3 separate regions of the Sus scrofa genome follow, and all the other regions are linked to region 3. A link is a contact called in public HiChIP or PLAC-seq data. All regions are on one chromosome and are shown on one strand. Each heading gives the region's core, a stretch centred on a gene start, on an enhancer-like site or on the middle of the called end of the contact. The rest is flanking DNA. Distances are from core to core; before and after follow the strand shown. Region 1 has its middle 130 kb from the start of BMP2K. Region 2 has its middle 100 kb from the start of BMP2K. Region 3 overlaps BMP2K (BMP-2-inducible protein kinase).

Region 1 (4,413 bases), core at 1,859-4,358, 210 kb before region 3:
CCTGCTCAGAGACCAGAGTTGGCCTGTTTCTGTGGGTTTTGCAAAGTCACAAGTGGGAGAGAGGAGAATTTCAAGTGGGGAGGAGAGTTACTGAGTAGGAATCGCATTGATTGCCTGCTGCAGTAAACAGTAAAAAGAAGTCCCAAATCCTCAAACCCAGGACACTGTAAGAGCCCATTCAGCTGCAGGAGAGAAAACCGGCCATCAAAACCTACTGGGGTGGAGTTCCTGTTGTGCCTAGTAATGAACCCGACTAGGATCCAAGAGGACATGAGTTCGATCCCTGGCCTCGTGGGTTGAGGATCCAGCATTGCCATGAGCTGTGGTGTAGGTCGCAAATGCAGCTCGGATCCCACATTGCTGTGGCTGTGGTGTAGGCCGGCAGCTACAGTTCTGATTCTACCCCGAGCCTGGGAACCTCCATACGCTGTGGGTGCGGCCCTAAAAAGATTAAAAGATCATCATAATAAAACCTACCGGATTGCCCTTTTGGCACCAACTGTGGAACTAGAAGTGGCCCAGGGAGACTCACAGACCTCTGGGCTTCTGCCCTGAAGTAACAACTGATACAGTATCAACCACCAGGCAAAAGAAAACTTTGATAAAGGACATGGAGGTGGAATCAGCCTGCACACACCAGCGTGCCCCAAGAGCTGGGAGAACAAAGGTCCCAGGTAGGAAGTGAGTGAGAAGGAGCCAAATTCACACTCTCCCCCCTTCTAGAGCTGCAGCCAGAGCATCGGTGGTCTCTCCAGGTGCTCTTGGCCACATCCCTCACACGGAGTTTAGAGATTTTCAGCACTGTAAATGTCAACTTTTCTTGTTGTCTTGTGTTAGAGAGCCAAGTTCACACGACAAATTCGTATCATGCGTTGCATATTCTATTTAAACAGGTTAAGCAAAATGTCTTCCTTGGTTGCTGTCAGTCAGACCAGTTCCTCAAGTCCTTTATTCCCTCAAGTATTTATCACATGGTGAGCAGGGCCCAGGAACTGTGCAAGGTGCTGGGGTTATAAGGATGAATAAAGATGTGATATTCTGGGGAAGGAGGAAGAGAGAGTAAAGACAGCTAATCCGGCTAATTCGCAAGGATAGCATCTGACGGGGATGAATATACTATGATGATGACGATGGGGGCAATGGGGGTGGTGGCCGGGTTTGGGGACCAGGCTGCCCTGGCTGCCCCCCTTTGCAGCCCTTTGACCTCAGGCAAGACTCTCACACTGTTGTTCCTGACTTCCAGAGGTAACAAATAAGATATCTGAAGAAACTGCTGGTTATTAGGTGCTCAACAAATACTGTTAAAGTCACATAGGGCGGTGCCTAAGAGTCTAAAGCCAGGAGTTCCCATTGCAGCTCAGGGGGTTAAGAATCCAATATAGTATCCGTGAGGATACAGGTTCAATCCCTGGCCTCGTTCAGTGGTTAAGAATCCGGCGTTGCCACAAGCTGTGTCAAATGTCAAAAATTCAGCTTGGATCCTGCATTGCTGTGCCTGCTGCATAGGCCAGCAGCTGCAGCTCCCATTCGATCCCTAGCCCGGGAACTTCCATATGCCATAGGTGAGGCCATAAAAAGAAAAGGAAAAAAAAAAAAAAAAAGACTCTGAAGCCAGGTTCAAATTCTAGCTCTAAATGTACTAGTCATGGACAAATAATTTAAATTTTTTCTGCCCTCTGTTCCCTTATCTGTGAAATGTGAGAGTAATAATGAAACCAACCACCTCGGAGAACACAGATCAAATGGATCAATGCGTGTGAGCCCTTAGGACAACCCAGCCAATCATTTACCCTAAGCGAGGCCTGGCTATTTACCACGAACTGTGGTGAAACATGGTATGCTCCGCCTGATGCTATTAAGAAGGCTGTGAACTACTATATGCACCATGACAGTGTACAGATAGACAGACACCCAGACACGCGTATGAGAGAGATGCTCACGACATTTTGCTGCAGAGGAGGAAAAACCGTGTTAACCACACAGGGAAGACGGAACACCAGAGAGACTCAAACACACGTGACACCGTCACTGCTCATCTCTGCATGGTGGGGTTACGCGTAACTCGCTGTCCTGCTTTTTTTTTTAGTTGTGATGTGTACAGTTTTCACAATCATTGACTTACACATGTTAAAATGATATGTAAGGAAGTTTGGTTCTTAAAAGGTGTTTGGGGCTCCAAATGAAAGACTGCTAAGATCCGGCAGGAAAGGATTCACTGAGAGCGGGAACTCTGAGCTGGGTGTTAAAGGAATTCACTGGCGGGGCTTTAAAGACAGTAAAGATTGGCACGGAGATGAGGATGAGTTCCTAGGAGCGCCTGACTACGTGGGTATGGATAAGATGGGAGAGTCGGGCAGCAAACAGTGCCGGTGCCAACGGCGCGTCCACCGTCCCCAAGAGCCTTCTCTGGACCTGAAGAGCAAGAGCCCATCCCTCGGGTTGGCTTGTTTGCCTGTTTCTGTGGTATCTGGTGGGAAGTCTGGCTCTTCTCTCTCACTCTCCCTCTCGCTCTCTCTTTTTCTCTCTCTAATTTCAGAAATCTCACTGTAGGATCCTGTCTGTGGAAAACAGCTAGTTTCCTCCTGCTTTGTGGTGGAACCCACAGGACAGCTGAGGATTACATTGCCTGTTTTCCAGATACTGACAGGTAGTCTGACAGCCGTGCAGACCTCCCTGTCACGGCTTGGAGCCTGTGCAAGATCCATCTCATGGAGACACAGTCCACACTGGGTCTTCCCTTGAAAGTGGGTGACATGGTGTGACGTTCAGCTGGGAAGGGTCCTACTTTTCCGGCTCTTCCTGTGTCTCCCATGGACCTCAGGACTCTAAGGTGGCACCGGTGCTGCAGGCAGGGCACACCAGCCCCAGCAACTGACAGTTATTTCAGAGCTTCTGGGCGGCAGCCCCACAGCTTAGCTCTCTGTCACTGGAGGGCTCAGTTCAACAGAAATGATTAGAGAATGTCTCCGGTTTGTTCGAATATGTTTCTAGAGAGAAGATCTGATAGGAAGGAGAAAAGCTCCTTTCTTCCTCTTTCTGCCTCTGGGCTCTTCCTCAGCCTTCTGCTTTCGTTTCTGGCTGACTTGAGCAATGCTGACAAGACAAAGCGAAGTCTTTCCACTGTTTAGTCTACTTTTAATTATTTCAACACGGAGACCTTCCTGGCCACGAGGCGACAAGCTGTCCGTTCTTGATTTCCTCCTCGCACTTACTTCTGGGGTTGAGTATGTAGTTTGGTTGGACCAGGTACAGCCAGAAACTTCTTGGGAGGTCCAAGGTTTCCCAGAATGTATCATCTACCCAGAGAAAGCCCCGGTGGGGAAACTCCACCACCTTTCTCTGGTCACAGCCCTGGGGACACTGTGGTTGTCCTCCCTCTCCTGGGCTGCCCTTGGCTTCCCCAGTGGGATGGTTCTGTCTTCTTTCTTCAGGAAAAACAGTCTCCCTGACCTCCCCCTTCCTGGGTATAAAGGAAAGACTCTAGGCTCTGGAGCTACACTCTGATTTCAAATACCACCTACTTGGCTGCGTAACTTTGGGCAAATTACTGAGTGAGGCTGATTCACTATTTCCTTTTCTTTATAAGATGGGAGTAGTGAAGTAAGTCAGACAGACAAAGCAAATATTGTGTATGATCTTACCTAAATGTGGAATCTAAAAAAAAACAACAACAACAAAAAAACCAGGACTCGGAGTTCTGGCTGTGGCACAGAGGATTAAGGAACTGGCATTGCTGCAGCTGTGGCATAAATCGAAGCTGCAGCTTGGGTTTGATCCCTGGTCTGGGAACTTCCATATGCTGCAGATCTGGCCAAAGAACAACCCGCCCCCCCAAAAAAAAAAACCCAAAAGACAAAAAATCAGAACTCGTAGATACAGAGAAAAACAGGTGGTCGCCAGAGGCGGGGTTTGGGAGGTGGATGAAATGGATGAAGGTAGTCAAACATACAGACTTAGAACTGTCAGAAAATAAGTCCTGGGGATGTGACGCAGAGCATGGGGACTGCAGCTGGAATGCTGTGCTGTACATCTGAAAACTGCCAGGAGAATACATCTGAAATGTTCTCATCACAAGAAAAAAAAATTGTAGCAGTGTGATGACAGATGTCAACTAAACCTATTGTGCTAATCATTTTGCAATATATACATGTATCAAATCATTATGTTGTATGCCTAAAACTAATGTCAGTTCTATGTCAATTTTTCTAAAAGATGGGAGTAATTTATGTAACTCATAGTGTCAGGAGACCCAGGGAGGGAATAATTAGAACCGTTGTGGAAGAGATGAAGAATCAAATGAGGTGACAAAAGTTACCTAACAAAGAGCACCTACTACAACACCTGATATATAGTAACAATTTGATACTATTTACACCTTTTCTCAATTCCCCATTCTCTCTTGCTATACCTGGT
Region 2 (4,599 bases), core at 490-2,989, 180 kb before region 3:
TTAGATTTTGTCCTTTATAAATGTATCCCTTATCAAAAACAAATCAAATTTAAAGCCAAGATTTAAAAAATACTTTAATAGGAACGGAGAAGTTTTAGACTCACAGTAGAACAGTTTTTCCCCCACAGTGATTTCAGTAATAAACGTGTTTTCATAACGTGATCTGGTTATCACCAGCTTAAAAAAAAAGGTGGATCAAAAAGTACAAAAACAAACAGAGGCTCTTCCTTCCTTGCCCTTTACTCCCTGCATTCGCTACCTTCTAAGTCCCTGTCACTGGCGCTGTGCAGTCCCACTTACCGCCCAGTCCTAACAGCCGGGTTAAGCAGCAGCTCTTTGTCTTTTATTGATCTCCATTCGGATAATGCTAATTCCCTGTCAGTTCCAGTTGCATCACTAAGAGTGGCTCATTTAAGTTATGTTTCCTAAGTAGCTAATTGTGGAGGTCCCACTGTGGCGCGGCAGAAACGGATCTGACTAGGAACCACAAGGCTTCGAGTTAGATCCCTGGCCTCCCTCAGTGGGTTAAGGATCTGGCATTGCCCGTGAGCTGTGATGCAGGCCGGCAGCTGTAGCTCCCATTTGTCCTCTAGCCTGGGAACTTCCATATGCCACGGGTGCAGCCCTAAAAAGGAAAAAAAAAAAAAAAAAAGCCCAAAAACAAAGCAAAACAAATCATAAGTAGCTAATTGTGCTATATCCAGTTCTTGTTATGAATGCTTTAACTATAGGAGAACTCATTTTCCAAATTATTTTTTGAACTTTTTTTCCAAGATTGTGTACACATATTGTACATAGAAATTATCTTTTGTTTTTATTAAAAAATGAGATCATAATAAACATACTACTTTAGACTTTTCTTTAAACTGAGCAATGGCAATGTATTCTCAACTCTCCGTTACTATTTTAATTCATCACATTCCATGTATCTACTTACAATAAAAGTTTAATTAATACCCTTTGTTTTGGGTATTTATTTTCTTTAAAAAAATTAACATTTCAAGACTTTGCTTTTCTTAATTAAACAGGATCTTTACAATGTTAGTCTATGAACTATTAAAATGAATATGACTCTTTATCATTTAAAGACAGACACAAAGGTCAATGAAGGCTGAGATTTCTACAGGCCTGAGCAACCTGCGTCGAGAGCACCTTTGCGAAGCTATAACAAACCCAGGAGTCACTGAGGTCCTCCCAGAGTTTCAGGTCCACCCAAGGAAGGCAGAAAATGCATGAGTTAGCATTCTCAGACCTGCTACACATCAAATCATTTCCTCAGATAGGGGTTTAATTCCATTCAATTCAAGCAGTTTCTTTTATTTAATAAAGTGCCACGTAGTATGCTAAGGAAGAGGTCGCTCTAGTTGTCCAGGACGCTTAGAATCTAGCAGGGAAATAGACGTATATGAAACATGCTGAAATCAGTATGATACAAAGAAAGACGTAAGTAAAGACAAAATAAATGAAAATGTTCTAAGAAACAAAGGGACCAGATTCAGTTAGGTTGTGGAATGTATCACTGGACTTGCTCCCGGCAGAATCCTTGGGATTGTGAGAGGAGAGACAGGGTGGGCTGTTGACCTGAGCTTCATTCAAGCAGCTCGGAGCTGTAGCACCTTGCCCAGTTCTCACTCTGTCCAGGGCTGCTGAGTTTCTGGGCACGCCCAGAAGATCTTCAGACTTTACAAACCGGTTATGCAGCGCCTGGCATTTCAATAAGAACAAAATGCTGAGTAACAAAATGAAGTCAGCCTGTCGCTTGCCAAGAGCTGGGAGGCCTGGGTGGTTTCCCAATCTTAAAGAGGCAGAAGGATATAAAGCCAGCTTCCTGGGGGAAAAACCTGGATGGATTTACCCATGCAGAAAATGCTATGCGCTAATCCAGGACGGGCAGGTACCGCTTCTTGGGTTACTGCTGGTCACTCCCAAGTCAGCCTGATCAACTGAAGCTCCAGATTACCACCCCCACCCCGCTGCCTTTTTTCCCCCCCGTGACAGACTCATACCACGAATGGCTTCCTTTGTGAAGAACCTTTCATGCTTTGCAGAACAGAGATAATGTTCAGTCAGTTCTGGGTCAAAGAGGAAAAGTTGAAGAGATTTAAACAGGAAATGACTCTACTACAAAGAATTCAGAAGTCTAAGGGAATAAAATGAGCCAGGCACACATGACAAGTTCTAGGTGTCCTAGAAAAAACAGGGCCCACTGCCAGCGCCAATGGGTGAAACTCCAGGCTGATGCAATGCTCCCCAGCTCCAAGATCAGCCCTGGATCCGTCACCCCCGAGTCACAACTTTTCCACCAGCTCAGCTCTTAATCAACATCCCGAGGCCTTTTTCCAATCATGCCTGATTGACCACTTCTTCTAGGAACAAAAGTACCAAATACTGGGGAGACTTCACAGAGTCCGCAAGAGAAATGAGCAGAGGAATCAGCAGCCAGACAGAGGGACCCAAGGAAGACTGGGCCAATTCAGGAATTTCTTAATTTAATCTTTGCTTAAAGTTCTAAATCAAAAAATTTAAATATGATTATAAAAATAATATCTACTCTTGATGGAAAATTTGGAAAAAACAGATGTATCAAACATAGGAGAAAAATCAAGTCCATCACTGACATGTATTGGATGTATTTATTTTCATTCTATGTTCTCTGCCCAAAGGAATGCACAAAACTGAGATCATGTTACGTGTGTATATATGATTTTATGTTAATTTTTTATGTTAATACTTATTTGTTTATTTATGTATTTATTTATTGCTTTTTTAGGGCCACATGTGTGGCATATGGAAGTTTCCAGGCTAAGAGCCAAATCGGAGCTACAGCTGCAGGCCTACACCACAGCCACAGCAATGCCAGATCTGGGCCACATCTGCAACCTCTGCTGCAGCTACAGCAATGCCAAATCCTTAACCCACTGAGCAAGGCCGGGGATCGAACCTGCATCCTCATGGATGTTAGGTTCATAACCCACTGAAATACAACAGGAACTCCCTTTTTTTTGTTGTAGTTATGAATTTTTAAACTATGGTCATTTCCCATTTATTAAGCATTATTGCAAACATTGCATTAAATCACTGTATAATTAATCTAACAGATAAATGACAATTTCTTTAAACATTCCCCTTCTCGGGGCACTTAGATTGTTTCCAATTGTTTTGTCTGTTTGTTTGTTTGTTTTTTATTTTTCTTTTTGGAATTAACATTGGTGAATATCTATACATAGAAATATTCTACAATTAAATTTATTTCCTTAGGATGCATGTCTAAAAGTAGACTTGTTGAACTGAAGAGTACTCTTGAATTTTGTTGAAGTTATGAAGTGATAAACCATGCTGTGTGAGCAATTTATTACACAGTGTGAATGTGCAACAAATCTCTTTGAATCCCCATGAGTGAGTCCGAGTGTCCTTGGCCTCACTCAGTAGCCTTATTCTGTACATTTCCCCTGTAGTCCCTTGAGCTTCCTCATACCCGCCCCAGACTCCAAGCCGGTCGTGCTCTCCCACAGCGGATCATCTTTTTCACTTAAAGGATTTGAAAACTATTGAATTCAAGTTCAATAGTTCCCTCTCCTTCTTCCCAGGTATCTTACATCCAAATGATTTGAAGGGGCGGGTTCTCTGAGCCATGAGCTTAAACTCTGTCTACCTGTCTAACCCACTTACCTGCCTCTGCAACACATATACTTGTCTTCTCTTGTGTAACTAGCGTGTCTAGGTTGTCAACACCCAAATTCATCTCTCCAGCTCAAATTTCTCCCCAATACTATGACGTGAAATCCAGTTGCCTACATGGCATCCCTCTTCAGATGTCTAATAATTGTCTCAAGTTTAGCATGTCTAATACTAAATGGTTGATCTTTCCCAAACCTGTTCTTCCTGTAGATAAGTTAGTGACACCATCTTTTTCCTCCTCACGCCCCAAACTTTGGAGTTCTTTTTGACTCCTCTCTGTCTCTCACACCGTACATCCCATTCATCAGCAAATATTTGCATCATTTCTCAATGGATTATTGCCACAATCTCCTTACTGGTCTCACTATTTTTCAGCCTCTTTCTCAATACAGTAGTCAGAATGGCCCTATTAAACGTAAGTCAGGAGTTCCCGTCGTGGGTCAGTGGAAACGAATCTGACTAGCATCCACGAGGACGCAGGTTCGATCCCTGGCCTCATTCAGTGGGTTAAGGATCTGGCGTTGCTGTGAGCTATGGTGTAGGTAGCAGACACGGCCTGGATCCCGCATTGCTGTGGCCGTGGCGTAGGCCGGCTACTACAGCTCCAATTTGATCTCTAGCCTGGGAACCTCCATATGCCATGGGTGCAGCCCTAAAAAAGCCAAAAAAAAAAAAAAAAAAAAAAAGGAAGCGTTCAAATCCACTAAAGCCTTCCATTCCACTTAAAGCAAAAGACAAAGTCCTCATAATGGCCACACCCAAACCCACTCTCCCTGCCTCCGTACCTACCTCGCCGTAGGTTTCATTATTTTCTCCTTTGTTGTTTCTGCTGTAGCCACACCAGCAAACCTGCCCGGCACTTCCCTTCTTCAGGTCTGAGTACCTCCCATACTTTTCACGCTTCTCCCAGATATCTTTCCT
Region 3 (4,369 bases), core at 639-3,138:
TTGAGGGGTCCTTATGAGGTGTTGTGGGGCTTGTCGGTTGAATTTTATCATTACTTGTGATTTAAAATAATTACTTTGTAAATGATTAAATCTTCAAGAAAGCAGATAATAAATTTTAAAAAAAGCATGAGTCAACTGAACAAGAATAATGCTGTTTCCCCATGGCACTCCAGTTATAGCTATAATGTTATAAGCAAATGAAATAATTAATGAAACAGTCAACTCAAATTCACAGTGCTGTTCATAGCACCGATTATTTTTACTGTCTTGTATTTTATTACATTTTTATGGACATGTGCTGTATCTTCCTAGGCAGACTATATTCTTTGGTGACAGGATACTGTGCCATGTTTGCTGGCTGTCAGTAATTGTATAATAGATATTGGTACATTAGTAAAGTCAATTAGGAAACACTAGACTAACCAAAGTCTGCAGAACTTTTAATATGCTTTTTTAGAGGTTTGCTGTGCTCATGTGTGTAGTGAGTCCTCTATGGAGTGATTTAGAACAGGAACAAGGCAGGGTAAAGTCTGGCCTGCATTACCCACCTAATAAAGAATGAATAGGCAAATAAAAAGATTATACACAATATCTCCCCTAATCACTTGCATTTAGGGAGTATGGCATTGGTTTCAATGCCACATCCATAATTTGAACGCGATAAATGCTCAATTAGATTAAATGAGATCTAATTGGTTACACGTATACATGATCTTTAGATTCACTTTTCACGTGACTTGTACCGTCCCTGTCTCATCTAAAACATGGATGGTATTTTTAGAAATTAGTACATGTGCAGTGTATTTCTATGATTTTCCAAAACCTTTCCATCAGTGTTACTGTGATACTCCCTTGGAAAGATAGTTGTTGCCAGGGCTCCCTCTTGTGGTACCTGCAGAAGGAGGCGAGGGCTGTGGATCTCAGCAGTGCAGACCTGTACTTGAAAAGTCATGTGTATGCAAAATTTTTAAGTGTCAGGGCATTTGAAATGTGCTGTAGGAGCTTGGTCTCTTGCAGTCTTTTAGAAAAGTGAACATAGACCCTATTAAAGTTTTTTGAGTTTTTATACTGAATTTATAGAAAGCAGAGTTGATAAACTGTAAGGTAAAGATTTTCCCTGGGTTTTTTTTTTTTGAAAGAGAAGGGCAGATGTCTGTGTCTTCTCCAATTATATTTAGTGTCTCTTGCTTTCAAAACGATTCTTACTGCTTGACCACTCATATCTGTGGCCTAAACTAAGTCCTAGTGTGAAAACATATAATTTCCATTCATTGTTTTCAGTGAAGCAAAATTAAAGCTTCCAGAAGTTAAATGTGAGCTGGTAGCTCCACCTGTTAAGAGTCTTGGCTTCTTTTGTTTTACATGCCCTGGGGTGTAATGGTTTCTTTCTTAGGCCAAGGGTCTAAGCTATGGGAGACTGTTATTTCTTCTTTCTTATTTTTAGTTCTCTGACTGGTTTAGAGAGTTGTTGGCTCTCCATTTTGTCCAAAACCTTCCTGAGAAGGCTTCTCTTTGTTTTATTTTATCTCCTTAAGAGCACTTCTATATTCTTTTTTCTGCCAGCGTCAGTGGCAGACTATGAATGGTAGCAATCTGGCTTGAGGAAATTGATTATGAGGTTTATTTTATTTACTTTCCTATTTTCATTAAACATTTACTACTTGAAAATGAGACTTAGGAAGAAGCCAAGAGGACTAATACAATCACCAGTAATAGTAATAAATATGCATTTGTTGAAATAGATGATTTATAGAACAAATAGTAAATTAGGAAAAACCCCAATATTTGGAGTGAAATGTATTCTTCTGTTGTAGAATAACAGATACCATTGGACCAACAGAAACCTCAATTGCACCAAGACAAAGACCAAAGGCCAATTCTACTACTGCCACTCCCAGTGTGCTGACCATTCAAAGTTCAGCAACACCTGTTAAAGTCCCCGCTCCTGGTGAATTTGGTAACCACAGACCGAAAGGTAAAACAGCCCTGCCAACCTTATCCCCTTGTAGTTAACTTAAACACACCTTTTATGGCTTGATTTCCTAGCAGCGTGAATTATTGGCAGACTGACTGTTGTGAAGCAGATATATCACACAATGCTTTAAGAATCACAAAGCTACTGATGCCTGGTATACTTAACTAGTTGTTTTCCTAAAGTTGTCGGAAAGGTAAGTTATTGGTAATACAAAACTGTGGTACGAAAAGCTCACGATTTGCTCATCCCTGGAGTCATCAGCTGGGGAGGGTTTGAGGTTGATACTAAAGTACAGAAGAGTATAGAAGAAAATTCTGTATTGTATTGAAAAGGAGGGATTTGAAACTCTAGCCTTACAAAGGTTTAATGTTAAAATGTTTTTAATTAGAATATTCTGATGGAAAAAGCCCACCCTTTGATTCTCAAACTGGGTTTGAGTCCTGTTTCTCCATTGCTCAGTGACATGTTAGGAAAATACTAGTACCTGTCTGTAGGATTGTTGTGGGGATTAAGTGACTGCTTACTGTAATGCCTGCCGTGTGATACTCTCTTAAGAAATGTTCCTGTTACCTACTGTTATCACTACAAAGTAAAATATATGCCCAAGGAAGACAGAGTTCACATTTCCAGATGTATTGCTGGATGCTTGTGGTGACCAGGTATACCCCAGGGAGGAATATTCTGTGGAAAAGAGAAAATAGGGGAATTTGACGTTTTTGTACCCATTTCCCCTTCTCCCATTTCCCAGCTTCACTGTTCTCTTCTGGGAAAACAATCTCTCACTCTTTCTCTTTCGAAGAGTAAATACCAAGGTATAGGGTATCTAGGAAAATTTTGTTTTGTTGTAAAGCATTCAGTGTCGGCTTCCCTTTTCTACCTTTGGGTTGGAGATCTAACATGCTTACGTTTGAATAAATCTGATTTATCACTCGGATACCCTGGAAATCTGCGGGAACAGCTTAGTAAGATGGTGTCTGAAAGGACTTACTAAAGGATTTGGGCTTGTTTTAGGTAATTTTGGGGAAGTGGGGGTATAATAGCGTAACTTTTACCTGGAGGTAGTTGAGCAAAAGCCTCCTTGGAAATGAAGCAGTGCTTAGTTGTGTCAGCCGGGACAGAGAGGTTTGGTCATCTTTGTGGTTGGGACAGTGTTCCTGATTTTGTCAGTGTTGAGACACGATTATGGAGTGGCCTTGTTGTGCTGATCCATCACGGTCCCAGAATGGCCTTGTCTGATGCTGGTGTTTTGTAAAATTGTTTACGTTTCTAAGGCGAATGCCAAGACCCAGGTGTGTCAGGCCTGTCCCCCAGGTCAGGGCAGCGTTTCTGTTTTGTACATGCTTCCAGCTTTGGTTGGGAAAAAAAAAATACTCTTTGTTTTCCCCGTAAGATCACGTGGTGCATCCCTTAACATCTCTTTGCCTGTTGAGTTTTACAGAAGCAGCAGAGACACAAAGCCATCTTTTTAAAAAGGTGGTCATGCAGTGCAGTCGCACTCAGAACAATGTGGAAGTGTCCATCCTTCTGCTTCCCAGAGGAAGCTAGTAGCAGTTTGGTGCACATCCTCCCAGTCCTTTTTCATGTTCGTGGGTGTATGTAAACGGATGTAAATAACTCACGTTGGGTTAAACACGAAGGGGTTTGTCCTAGAGATAGTTTTCTGCAACTTGGTTTTGTTACAACTTAATGTGCTTTGTTATGCGAATATACTTAGTACTGAATACACTTTGGAGTGTTTTTGGCGTCAGCGCATATGGCTCTACCATGCAGTTTTTAAGAGGCATGTGATGCTCCACAGTGTGCAGGTACCATAGTTGACACAACCATTTAGGTTATTTCCAGTGTTTGCTAGTACTAATAGCATCGTGGTAAACATCCTTAAAATGGACTCTTGATTTCCATGTCTGAGCCTTTGAGGAAAATATTAAAAAGTATACTCATTTAAAGTTTATTACATACTTGCCAAATTGCCATCTAAAGAGGACTTCCAAAGTCTATCCTCTGCTGCCAACAACAGCGTGAGTCTTTTCATTCCTGTTCTTGTCAACAGTTGATAATACTGATTTTTAAAAGTGTTTCCCTACTGAAAGGTGAAACGTTTTTGGTTTTATTTTAATATTCCTTTTGCAGTTTTCTGTGAATTTGTCTCTATTTTTTATCGCTCTGAAGATTTTACTTTTATGTATTCTGAATCTTATTTCTTTGCCAAATACATTGTAAGTGCGTTCTTTCAGTTTATCATTTGCCTTTAGCTTTACTTGTGAATTCACTTAACTTCTCTGGGCCTTAGTTTCATTGTTAGCAAGATGGGGACCAGTAGTGGTGTGAGGATGCAGTGCTGTGCTCGAAGGCGTTGTGTTCATGCAGGGCAGCTTTGATGCTGTCTGGGGCTCT

What was found. HiChIP or PLAC-seq counts read pairs in DNA pulled down with a chosen protein or histone mark.
Region 1: a contact with region 3 is called in an H3K27ac HiChIP or PLAC-seq map of alveolar macrophages. The contact joins two enhancer-like sites. A contact is called at or near these places in 1 of 5 promoter capture datasets (liver), 28 of 47 Hi-C or Micro-C datasets (adipocytes, alveolar macrophages, blood and 16 more) and 2 of 2 datasets of contacts at active chromatin or transcription factors (alveolar macrophages and skeletal muscle).
Region 2: a contact with region 3 is called in an H3K27ac HiChIP or PLAC-seq map of alveolar macrophages. The contact joins two enhancer-like sites. A contact is called at or near these places in 3 of 47 Hi-C or Micro-C datasets (embryonic fibroblasts and liver) and 1 of 2 datasets of contacts at active chromatin or transcription factors (alveolar macrophages).

What each region holds. Positions count from the first base shown.
Region 1 is chr8:138,918,001-138,922,413 of Sscrofa11.1, reverse strand. No RefSeq gene overlaps it. Among named protein-coding and RNA genes, the nearest start is that of BMP2K, 130 kb to the right of the region's middle. Within about 2 kb of position 3,108, at least 20 of the 83 cell types and tissues checked have an H3K27ac peak or open chromatin away from gene starts, as enhancers often do. A contact at or near this core is called in alveolar macrophages and liver, where this site is marked.
Region 2 is chr8:138,890,346-138,894,944 of Sscrofa11.1, reverse strand. No RefSeq gene overlaps it. Among named protein-coding and RNA genes, the nearest start is that of BMP2K, 100 kb to the right of the region's middle. Within about 2 kb of position 1,739, at least 45 of the 83 cell types and tissues checked have an H3K27ac peak or open chromatin away from gene starts, as enhancers often do. A contact at or near this core is called in alveolar macrophages and liver, where this site is marked.
Region 3 is chr8:138,708,575-138,712,943 of Sscrofa11.1, reverse strand. BMP2K (BMP-2-inducible protein kinase) reads left to right here. Exons shown (of 16, transcript XM_021101897.1): 10 at 1,815-1,975. Among named protein-coding and RNA genes, the nearest start is that of PAQR3, 64 kb to the right of the region's middle. Within about 2 kb of position 1,888, at least 10 of the 83 cell types and tissues checked have an H3K27ac peak or open chromatin away from gene starts, as enhancers often do. A contact at or near this core is called in alveolar macrophages and liver, where this site is marked.